Regions from separate parts of the Oryctolagus cuniculus genome. Here region 2 is linked to region 1. Evidence: chromatin contacts called from public Micro-C data. All regions are on one chromosome and are shown on one strand. The core of a region is the stretch at or near the end of the contact, and the rest is flanking DNA. Distances in the headings are between cores, read along the strand shown. Region 1 holds the start of TOB1 (transducer of ERBB2, 1). Region 2 overlaps LOC108178550 (a long non-coding RNA gene).

Region 1 (5,840 bases), core at 1,417-3,916:
ACCCCAGGGTGCTGGCGCCACAGGTGGAGGATTAGCCAAGTGAGCCGCTGCGCCGGCCAGGACATGGAGTTTTAAATGTGGAACCTTTTCTCAATTGAGAGATGTCACAGATGACCTACTACAAACCTTTTTGTAGGTGAGAAAACTATAAGTTGTTAGAAACTGAGATGAAACTCCAGTCTCCCAGTACCTGCTCTCCAGTGTTTTCTCTAGTATGCTGTAGGGCCTTGGGGAGTATGAGTGTGTCTTTATATTAAAGTCGGGGTGAAATCCTTTTATACCCCTGAGCTAAACAGCAGTTGCTCATTCATTTTTGACATCTGAATTTCAGAATTTAAAATTCCATTTATTGTCATTGATAGTTAATTAGCATCTGATGACTGTTTTAATACTTTTTTTAAAATATCTATTTTTTTAAGAGGCAAAGAGAAAGGGAACTAACTCTCATCTGCTAGTTTGCTTCCCAAAAGCGCAGTCCAGGTCTCCCACTCCGGCGGCAGGAAACCAAGCACTTGAAGCAGTCACACCTGCCCGCCAGGGTGTCATCAGCAGGAAGCTGGAGCCAGAGCAGAGCCAGGGCTGGGAATGGGCCTTCTGCAGGGTTGGTATTTTAAACGTGGACTTACAGACTGTGGACATTCCAAAAGGAGAATCTGTGCCGGTCTGCTACAGAATTCTTGGAGTATGGACAGGGTTGACAAAACTACAATTCATCTCAGCCAAGGCTAACACGCTTCCCTAGTTATAGTGATGTATTTTCGAAAGTACACATCAAAACACATGGCCCACGCATGGTCCTACAATCTGGATGTTGGACAAGGCAGAATTATTTGCCTAATGGTACGGGCAATCCCGCCCCTGGAGTTTCTCTTGGTGAACCATTCCTGAGAGAGCCTACCTAACTTCTTGCCGTTTCTATGCGCCACCAATTATGAGATTAACCGATTTTTATCACAAACGGAATTAACGTTCATTACAGAAAACCCAAAACAGATGAGCACAGGAACGCCGAACGAATCGTTTATATTACATTTCCATGAAGAGGAAGGTTTTTTTTTTTTTAATATAAACTCAAAATGCTTGCCATAGTTTCACAATTCAGTTCTACTCTCCTCTGTTCGCCACCAAACCATCCCAACCCTAATAAAACAAGCCTAAATGTGGAGTCCCCGGGTACAACTTTAGGGATCCGAGCGACAAAAGGAGGCCCCGGCCACGCCCCATCCCCAGACCCCAGCTGGCCCCCGGCTCCTTCCCCTTCCCGCACGCACGGAGACTTCTGAAACATCGTCTCTCCCTGCGGCTCCTTCTCCGGGGTGGGGTGGGGGGTGTGCAGAAGGCGGCTGCACCCAGATTTCGCGCCCGCACAGCGACCAGCCTCTGGCCCGGACACAGAAAGCGGGTTCGTGCCCGCGCAGCGCAGCGGGTCTACGCCGCGCACCGCCTTCCGCGAGCCCCGCTCTTCCGCGGGCGAAGGCCGGCGGCAGCGGCGGTGTTCCGGGAAGCGCGCCCGGGCGCAGGGCGCAGGGCGCAGGGCGCTCCATTCACGGCCCCGAGGCCCGCTCCCGCCCTCGCTCCCCCTGGACCTTCTCTCCGCTCCAGCGGGTCCGACTCTGACGTCCGTCTCCTGGATACCAGGCGGCCAATCGCCTGCTCCTCAGGGGCCGCGCGTGGCCAATCAGGCGTCGTTGCTACCTGTGAGTAATATTTTTAGCTGCGAGGGACGCCCCACGGCTCCCAGTGTAGCTCGGTGTGTTTCTCCGCGGCCGGTTCTGACAAGCCGCTTGCCCGTCCCCCGTGGGTCCCTCTCTCGCCCCGCTCCCTAGGTTTCCGCACCTACGTCCACCGAAAACCCTCCGGAACGCGCCGTGTTTATTCCGTGCACCTGTGTTAACGCCCTTGCCATGCACAAACGCACACGCACACAGATACATACGCAGCTTGGCACGGCGGCGCCACCCCCCAGCCACCGAGGGGCCCTGGGAGTGACATGTGCTCCTTCTTACGGCCTCGGGCCACCCCCAGCTCCGAGCCGCTGCGGGTCGCCCGGGGAGGCCTGACGCGGGACGGCGGAGGCGGTTAAACTGTCACCTGGGCGGAAGGTGCGGCGAGCTGGCCTCCCGTCCCCACCCCCAGCCCGGCGGCTTTGGGTTCTGCAGTTGCCACTCTGCCGGTGGCAGTTGGCCTAGGCCCTGAGGTGATTAATATTCAATTAACCGAGCGCACGAGCCCCAGTCCCAGTCTAGACTCCCTCGGCGTGGGCCAGAGGTCGACTTGGTAGCTCATCCACCAGAGGGATTTTCCTCGGTCACAGTCCCGCTCGGGCCTGTGCGCATTTTCTGCACCCGACCCCTCGCTCTCGAGGTCCCGGGCCGTCCGCCCCGTTCCCCCTGCCGCTTTGCCACCTGCTTCGCTCCCCTCCCCCTGCCTCCTGGCGCTCTCGGCTGCGTCCGAGCGTCAGCAGCCCTGCCCCACCCCTTTCTACCCTCTCTGACACGTCTCTCCTCCAATCCCCGTCTAAGTTTCCTCTTGGTCCCGCCCACAGCCCCTCCAGACTGTCGGCTCATTGGCCATTCTGGTGCCCGAGGAGGTGTGGCCTTCCCCCACCCGGGCCGTTCGCCGCCCGACGGGACATGGGCAGGCGGGACTTGGCCAATGGCGTCGAGGGGTAGGGCCGGGGTGGAGCGAGCCGGCGAGAGTCCGGGGTGCTGGACGGGGAGGGCGGGGAATGGTTACGCCGCCCCGAAGCTGTGTGACGCGGGCGGGCGCGCGCACCCCCACGGAGGGGATTGGGGGCAGGGAGAAGAATATAAAACGAGAGGCGGGGCGCGCGCCGCGGCAGAAGGAGCGAAGCTCTGGCCCGGCGTGGAGTGGGCGCTCTACGGGGACGCTGGGCCGGGGCACCGGGCTGTGTGGAGAAGTGAGCGCGCTCGCCTGACCCCCGTCCCCGCCACCCCGAGCCAGAAGCCGCGAGCTCCTGAGGCCCGCCCGAGGCCTGCGTCCTCCGTCCGGCGGCGGCGGCGACGACGTCTTGCATTCGGTCGACTCGCCGCTCCCGCGCCCCCGCCCTGCCGCCCCTTCTGCCCTCCCGGCCGCCAGCCTGTGGTGGACGCAACCCCGCAGCAGCCCGTAAGTATCGGCGAGGCGGCGGGCGGCAGGGAGACGGGAGCCCAGACCGGGGCGCCGAAGGAGGGGCTGCAGCGTCGTCGAGCCCCGGGCCCTCGGGGTGGGGTGGGGGTGGGGGGCTCGGGGACGGCGGCTTCGCGGCCGTGGGCGCGGACGGACAGCTCCCGGGACCCGACGGGAGCGGCTCCGGACGCCCGGCCCCGAGGCGTCGGGCTCGGCGGGGGCCCGGCGGGTGACCGGGAAGGGAGGCCCGGGGCGAGCCGCCGGAATCGGGGGTTGGGGCTCCCGGGAGGGGCGGCGAGCTCGCGGGCAACGCTGGGGTGCGAGGGGCCGGTGGCCGCTGAGGCCGAAAATGGTGCCGGGGAGCCGGTGCTCCCCGGGCCCTGGCCGGGTCCCAGGAGCCTCGGGCGGGGGGCGGGGGCGGGGAGAGGCGGGTCAGGTTACGGCGGGGGGAGGGGAGCGGCTGACCGGCGGCGCCGGACCTGCCCGGTGCCCGGTGCCCGGCCGCGGGAGCTGGCCTTTCCCCTTCCCGTGGCCTTCGTCGTCGTTGTCCCCTTCCTCCTCCTCCTCCTCCTCCCCGGGAGCTCGTACTCTTCCTCCTCCTCCACCTCCTCCTGCTGTAGCTGCCGCCGTAGCGCTTGGGCTCCGGGCGCTGTGAGCAGAAATCTAATGAGAACTGGCTGTTTATGTAATTCTCCACACTCCCGTGTTCAGGCGCCGCCTGAAAACTACCTTCCGCCCAGCCCGAATGCGCTCGGCGGCACCTTCCAGCCATCGAGCCTCATCGGCCGCCTCTGCCCGCACTCGGGCGTGGGGCTCGGAAAGTGTGGGTCGTTCGGGCGCAGCCGGGGGCTCCCTTCCCTTTGTCGCCGCGAGCAGGGGAAAAACGGAAGCGGGGCTGCCAGGTCGGTCTTTGCACGACCTTTCCCATCCATCTCCCTGTACACACAGGTCTCCTTTGCAAATATCTTGTGTTTGCCCTTGATCTTTCCTTATCCCCACCCAGTGCTGACCCAGCAAGCGTGTAAAGGTCGACCTTATCATACGTGCCTCATGGCTGTTCTCTTATCCTGAGAGGCTGGGAGGTGCTTTTCAAAATCAGAATAAAACTCCAGCCCTGCCCTTTAAGCAGAATCATCGGTGTTCGGAAATTCATTTGTCGCTCCCGTGCGGTGCCAGAGAAGCACTTGCTTTGCTCTCGCTGTCCAGGAGGTGTTTCCAGAGGTAGAGAGGGACGCACCGCCAGGCCCGGGGTCGTGTGCCTGCCTTAGTATAGTTAGTCCCCGCGTCCACGCAGGTGATTTAGTGCGTGCTTATCGTTGACTAGGATGACAGATTCATTCGGCCTATAGTCCCTTTAATTTTAGCATCATGTACTTTGAAATGAGTTTTCCTGGCTTCTCAAATTTCCACATGTTTACCGATGGTGCAGATTAAACAGTCTATAACCAGATAGAACTGAGATAGGATTCACTTCCAAGTCGGTGGATAGCGCTAACAATTAACGATCAACTTCTACCAGTGGCATATGTGTGGGGGCTGGGGGTGAGTGAGTGGGAATGCGGAATTGAATTTCCAGTAAATATTTTTGTGAGAATTTGGAGGAAGGGGAAGGAAAAAAAAAGGTATTCTGTAGATACTTTTCTTAGAACTCTACTCAGTAAATGATTCTTTTGAAGACTGTTTATTTCAACTATAAATTTACATCTCCCCGAGATTTTGAGCCTTAAGAAACAATTTTCTATTGCATGTTGATTTCGTGTGGGTTGTGTTTTTCAGGCTGTCTAGCCTATGAGGCATTTTTAAAAAGTGAAATTGCGGGGGGAATAGAGTGAAGGTCATGGGATTTGACGCTGCACGTCTCTTACTTGGACATATCTGCTTTTGTTTTGTTTTCTGTAAAGGACGAGAGCGCCGAAGGTGAAGGATAATCTTCTAAAACCAGCACTTTGAATGAAAATTTGTTTCTCTGCCACACACTGAACGCCTTTTTTTTTTTTTTTTTTTTTTTTTTTGTGGGAGAGTTGAAACAAACCTAATTTTGTGGCATAGCAGCTATGCAGCTTGAAATCCAAGTAGCACTCAATTTTATTATTTCATATTTGTACAATAAGCTTCCCAGGAGACGTGTCAACATTTTTGGTGAAGAGCTTGAAAGACTTCTTAAGAAGAAATATGAAGGGCACTGGTATCCTGAAAAGCCATACAGAGGATCAGGGTTTAGATGTATACACATAGGGGAGAAAGTGGACCCAGTGATTGAACAAGCGTCCAAAGAGAGTGGTCTGGACATCGATGATGTGCGTGGCAATCTGCCACAGGACCTTAGTGTTTGGATCGACCCGTTTGAGGTTTCCTACCAAATTGGTGAAAAGGGACCCGTGAAGGTACTTTATGTGGATGATAATAATGAAAACGGATGTGAGTTGGATAAGGAGATCAAAAACAGCTTTAACCCAGAGGCCCAGGTTTTTATGCCCATAAGTGACCCCGCCTCGTCGGTGTCCAGCTCCCCATCGCCTCCCTTTGGTCACTCTGCTGCTGTAAGCCCTACCTTCATGCCCCGGTCCACTCAGCCTTTAACCTTTACCACTGCCACTTTTGCTGCCACCAAGTTCGGCTCTACCAAAATGAAGAATAGTGGTCGAAGCAACAAGGTTGCACGCACTTCTCCTATCAACCTCGGCTTGAATGTGAACGACCTCCTGAAGCAG
Region 2 (5,840 bases), core at 1,191-3,690, 73 kb before region 1:
AGCTGAGGCACACACAGAAGAGGGGGCTCCGGCCTGGAGGAGGGGGCGCCTGGCAGCAGTGCTCACCAAGGACTCAGGGCTGCTCAGGCAGTGGGAATGCCTGGTGCACAGCCCCCCGCTCTGGGTCAGGGAGACAGCTCCCCCCACCCACCCACCATCTGGAGTCCCCGGGGCCCAGTTTCCCGTGTGGAGCTGCGGGCAGGGAGACAGCTTTGGGCACAGCTCCTAAGGAGCCTGGCCCGGGTGCATGCTGGGATGACACCCTGGGCAGGTAGCCTGGGGCAGGCGCAGGCTGCTTCCCTGGCTTTGGAGCCCCTGCAGGAGGGGGCTGGCAGCAGGTGGGCAGTCAGGGCTGGCCGGGCCCGGCTATGGAAGACGAGGTACAGGCCAGACAGCACAGGTCAGGAAGAAATTGCCAGTGGGGGGCAGAGAGGGGCCCCCAGGGAAGGGGCCCCAGGCTTTCCTCTCCTGCTCACCCCACTGATGTCTTCTGCCCCCACCGCCACCTTTGCAAAAGCAGCTGCTCACCTCCCCTTCCCCAAGACAGCTGGGGCCCAGAGGGTGCAGTGTGTGAGAAGTCCCAAGACCCTGCATGTGAGCAGTGCCAGAAAGCCCCCACTCCTCCCATCCCCCCACCCCCGTCATGGCCATGCATTGGTTACCGCCCTCTGTGGGGACCCCAGCATCTGGTACTCTTGGGATGCCTGAGCCAACCAGGCAGGGCTTGGGGGGGCGTCCAGGATGAGGCGGGGGGGGGACGGACTCCCATCTGGGGCCACCCACCAGACCCAAGGAACAAAGCAGAGACTTAACTTATAAGGGAATTTTTTAAAAAGATTTATTTGAAAGGCACAATTACAGAGAGGCAAAGGCAGAGAGAGAGGTCTTTCATCCACTGGTTCACTCCCCAGATGGCCACAATGGCCAGAGCTGAGCTGATCCAAAGCCAGGAGCCAGGAGCTTCTTTGGGTTTCCTACACAGGTACAGGGGCCCAAGCACTTGGGCCATCTTCTACTGCTTTCCCAGGGCATAGCAGAGAGCTGGATGGGAAGTAGAGCAGCAGGGACTCAAATCAGCACCCATATGGGATGCGGGCACTGCAGGTGGCAGCTTCGCCTGCTGCACCACAGCGCCAGCCCCAGGGAAAAGTTTTTGTAGAGGAGACACTTGACCTTCGGCCGCCAGGTGAAGGAGAGCCAGGCGGTGGCTATGTGGAAGGACCTGCCAGGTCCTGACATCGCCTCCAAGGGTTTCCTTGGCCATCCCCTTCCTCTGCATGTGACTGCTCCCCAACAAATCCCCTCCCCACCCCTGGGCTCTGAGGCCCAGGCTAAGGAGAGCCTGGAGAAGGGGTGGGTGGGGTGGAGCGCGTGGGGGTGGGGGAGCTGGGGTAGGTGGCATGGTGAGGGCCCAGGAGGTGGCCCGCTCCTTCCGGGCCTGCTTCTTCCTGGTTGAAAGAGTTGACAGAGAGCATGCAACTCGCTTAGAAGGCCTGCCCTGGATGGGGCGGGAACACCCAGATCGGTCCAGCAGGTCAGCTCTGTCACCACTCCGCAAAGGAAGGAGTCTGGCGGCCTCAGAGCTGGGGCTCAGCCGGGCCCGGGGCTCCTGGCAGCCGAGTCTTAGGCCAGGGCTTCTGGATCTTGGCGCAGCTGACAGCTGGGTGGGATCAGTCTCTGTGTGGCGCCTGTTGTGTGTGTTATGTATGCTGAGCTGCATCCTTGGCCTCTCTCCGCTAAATGCCAGTGTGTCCCCACCTGTCCCCCACGCTAAGTGTCCCCTGGGGACACAATCATCCCTATTTGAGGATTGTCCAGGAACCTGGATCTTCCAATGCTGAAGCCAGGACGACTGCTTTCTGTGCTGCTGCTTCCTTGGGGGAGGATGGGGTGGGGGGGGGGGTAACATCCCCTTTGAAAATCTGATGACAGCACAAGGCGGCCACTCAGGGCTCCAGGTGCTCCTTCCTGGCGGGAATGCCAAGTGCTGCCCGCAGGGAAGCAGGCCTGCATGTGAGCCGCTGAGTCAGCCTGCCCTCCCGCTGGGGCCCCCTGCGTCGTCGTCACGTGGAGGGGATGGGGGAAGAGACACCCGCCCTTTCTGGGCATCTGACTGTAGCCACACCCCTGCTCGCCCCAAGGCAGGCAGATGTGGCAGCCACAGGCTCAGCCTCACTCATCATCTCACAGATGGGTCCCCCCCCGACTCAGCCGGCTGGACGTGACCTGTGCTCGTCCCATCTCAGAAAATATTTGCTGTGGCTGAGTGACCTCAACCCTTACCCAGGCGCACCTGCCCCCTGAAGCCCATGAACTCAGGAGGTGGCCTTTTGTTCTGGGTTCCAGAATGTGATACTGGGGGGAGGGAGGGGCTGGGGAGGCGCTAAAAACAGCAGCACTTCCAAAGCCCTGGCTCTGTAGCGAGGTGTGGACACCTGGAACCCAATGCCAGATGTGAGCTCTCGGTCCAACTCGCCAGGCCTCAGTTTCCCTGTTTGTAAGATGGAGGAGCCGGGCTGGACGCCTTTCCTATGGTGTCTACGATGTACACCTTACCATTTAACTCACGCAGCCTTAGCCTCGTGTGACAGCTGAGGAAGCAGACTCAGAGAGCTGAAGTAATTTTCCCAAGGTCACACAGCCTGCAAGCTGAGGAGGCGGATCACGTGCCCAGCTCTGGCCGGGCGGCATTGTTGAGGATGGCAGTGGCTGGGGAGAGGGGGCCCCCGGCAGGGCAGGGCAGGGCAGTGAGTAGGCAGGAGGGTGATACAGGAGTTGCCTGCTGAGTGAGGAGGCGGGAGGACTGAGGATGACTCGGAGGTCTGGAGCTGGCGACTGGGACGGTGGCGGAGCTATTAATAGAAAAGGGCCGTCAGGAGGAGGAGCAGGTTTGGGGCTGGAAGATGGTGAGTTCATTCTTAGACACAGTGAAGCTGACGCGCTGACACTGGACATTCAGGCCGAGATCAAGCTACAGTGCCGGGAGAACACGGCAGCTACCTGATACCCACGCCACAGCCCCCTTACCAAAATCAGATCCCCTCACTGCTCACACGGCAGGGGCCCCACAGGATCCCGGGGCCCTGGGCGGAGGCTGCCTGGCAGGATCTACAACGGTGGTGCCCAAGGCCCAAGTTCAAGTCCCACACTGACCACTGGGGGGCACCACTGATGCATGCACTTGGTGCAGCTGCCCAGGGTGTTGGCTGCCTAGGGTGAACCTAGGGAAGGGGCCCAGTGGGATCTGGGGAGCCAGACACTCCTAGCAAGGGAGTCAGAGGGTTTTCCCCTTCTGTTGAGTGGGAAGGGGAGAGCTTGGCAGAGGCCCAGCGGCTGCTTCTCCCATCTCCCGGGCACCTGCCTTCCCACTGGAATCACCAACCTGGGTTCAAGTTCTGGTGACCTCAAAGCCAGGAGGAAGGACAGGGAGCCGGACCCCCTTCCCTGCATTGCCTTGACAACCAGGGCTCTGGGGGCTGGCCTGGGGGACGGTGAGTCCAAGCCCTTGGGCCCTGGAGCGGTGCAGCCGGGGAGCAGGCTCCCAGCTGTCTCCCCTGACATTTGCGTCAGCAGCTCTGCCCTTTGACTTTTAATTCCCGGGAGAGGAGGGCGGAGGCAGCCCTGTGATCAGGACTGATTATTTGTGATTCGATCAGACTCGCGGTTTATTGGAGGTTGAGCTGCCTCCTGCCCTCCCCTCTCTTCCCCCACCCAACACCCCCAGTTTTATGGCTGTGGTCTCCTTCAGAAGCTGGAAGAATGGCGAGCAGGTGTGATTCCTCTCTCTGGGGCTCCTGCTGGCTCACAGAGTGCCCTGCAGGAAGTCACACTTATAATAAAAGTGCTATGAGTTCCCCCAGAGAGAGGTGTCCACAGGCTGACGCCTAGCCCAAGCCCTGTGCTCTCTCGGGCCAGCCTCCTGCTCTGTTTGGGCTTGTTGGGACATGTCCCCAAGTGCGCCCAGCCCGGCCAGGGGCGCTAGGCTCCCAGCTGCCTGGGTTAGTGGGGGGGGGGGGCCTCGGAAGGGATGGGGGTGGGGCTCCCCAGGCCCCGGGGCCCCTCTGGCATCTGGTGTCCTTCTCTATCTGGCCAGGCTGGAGGGGCAGGCGGCCAGCGGGCACTTGCCTTCTCCTCCAATGGCCTGCACTATTTTGGACCCAGCCTCGGGGAAGCTGGGGGAGTGAGAGGTGGGGTTTTAGAGAACATTTCCTTCTGGCTCCAGGTCAGAGAGGAACTGCGGCTGCGGGGCTTGGAGATCGGGCCCCCAAGGCCTTCTCAGAATTCCCAGGACAGTTACTCGAATGTTCCTTCTGCCCGGGTTTCTGGGGATGCCTGGTCTCTGGGGCCGCAGGGGCTGGAGCTGGGCATGAGCCGCCAACCCGCCCCCGCCCCCACCCCCGCCCCCGGAGAAGTCCCCAGCTGTTCAGATGTCATCTCTCAATTCGCAAACAACCCCCTGCTCGCCAGCTCTCCAACAGCGGCTGCAGCGGCCAGCTCAGGGGTTCCCAGGCTTTCTGCTGTCTCTCATGACCAACCTTTCCAAAAAGACAATGTAGGATCTGACCCGGTCACCACTTTTCTATTTTGCTGAGTTAAGGGCATTAAAAGGAAATGTCAAAGGAGAGGCCCCTTGGAGCCCACACGGGCCTGAAAATGCATAGCTCAGATGAACGGGCCGTCTCTCGGGCCTGGTGCACCTAGCTCCAAGCAGACCCCACTCCACTGTCCTTATTTTCATCATTTTGCCTTGGGCAGGGGAGAACAGGGCTGCAGCTGGCTCCAGGCATCTATGCGTGGCCTCGTGCTCCAGGAACCCACGGTCCCTTGCACTGCTCAGCCTGGCCCCTGTGCCAAGGGCAGCTGGCTTGGCCTCGGGGCCCCCTCCCCAACACTCTCCTTCCGGCTTCCTTCTGTGCCAGCCACTTCTGCTGCTTCCCATGCCCCCAGTATCAGCAGGAGGGGAAGGTGGGGTGCGGAGCCCACCCAGCTCCCAGCTCTGGACAGGTCCTCCCTGGGAGAAGCCACACGGTCACCAGCGGCTTTGCAGAGACAGACGGCTGCTGTGCAAGGTGCCGGGCCTGGGGCTCAGAGAGGCCAGCGTGTCGGCCGCCTCCCGGCCGTGTGATCGGAGGCCAAGCCCAGAACCGCCCTCCCTAAGCTTCAGTTTCTCGTCCTATAAAATGGGTCTATGAAGTCCTCATCACAGGGCTTGTGCGGGGATTAAATGAGTGTTTGTGAAAGTGCTTTGAGAACTCCACCGCAGAGGCAGGGGTGGTGATTACTATTATTATGGGAAACTAGTAAATGGCCAAAGACAGAGCAGGCCCGGAGCTGAGCTCAGCTCCTGGGTACAAAGGCAAGGCTCACACCCACCCGAGACAGGGCCCTCCGGCCCCATAAGGGAGCCGCGCCCCACAAAACCAAGACAGCCTGCGCTGGACAGAGGGCCCGCCACCCAGTGAAGAGGCTTCCGTCTACCACGTGGTGATTGATGCCTGCTCTCCACCCCCGAATCGTACAGCAGTGTGTGTGTGGAGGGCTCCTCAAGTAGTTACCCCTGGGGGCCGGTGCGTGGCACAGCGTGTGAAGCTGCCACTTGCGACACCGGCATTCTATGTGAGCGCCGGTTTGAGTCCTGGCTGCTCTGCTGCCGATCCAGCCTCTAATGTGCCTAGGAAGTCCTTGGACCCCTGCCACCCACATGGGAGACCCGGATGGAGTTCCAGGCTCCTGGCTTCAGTCTGGCCCAGCCCTGGCTGTTGCAGCTTTTAGGGAGCGAACCAGCAGATGGAAGATAGCTCTCTGGCTCTCCCTGCTCCCCCACCCCTACCCCATTGCTC

Evidence for each region. A called contact is a pair of places that touch in the nucleus more often than the background predicts.
Region 2: a Micro-C map of ear pinna shows a contact between it and region 1, with 5 times the contacts expected there. The contact joins the enhancer-like site here to the promoter of TOB1 in region 1. A contact is called at or near these places in 6 of 6 Hi-C or Micro-C datasets (ear pinna, embryonic fibroblasts, liver and 3 more).

What each region holds. Positions count from the first base shown.
Region 1 is chr17:26,684,440-26,690,279 of mOryCun1.1, reverse strand. TOB1 (transducer of ERBB2, 1) reads left to right here and starts at 2,666. Exons shown (of 2, transcript XM_002719288.5): 1 at 2,666-3,129; 2 at 5,031-5,840. The coding sequence starts at 5,184. It overlaps LOC103351544 (a long non-coding RNA gene), which reads right to left and starts at 2,117. Exons shown (of 2, transcript XR_519312.4): 1 at 1,937-2,117; 2 at 1,000-1,695.
Region 2 is chr17:26,757,206-26,763,045 of mOryCun1.1, reverse strand. LOC108178550 (a long non-coding RNA gene) reads right to left here. Exons shown (of 2, transcript XR_011383506.1): 2 at 814-2,852. Among named protein-coding and RNA genes, the nearest start is that of TOB1, 73 kb to the right of the region's middle. Within about 2 kb of position 2,440, at least 2 of the 8 cell types and tissues checked have an H3K27ac peak or open chromatin away from gene starts, as enhancers often do. A contact at or near this core is called in ear pinna, where this site is marked.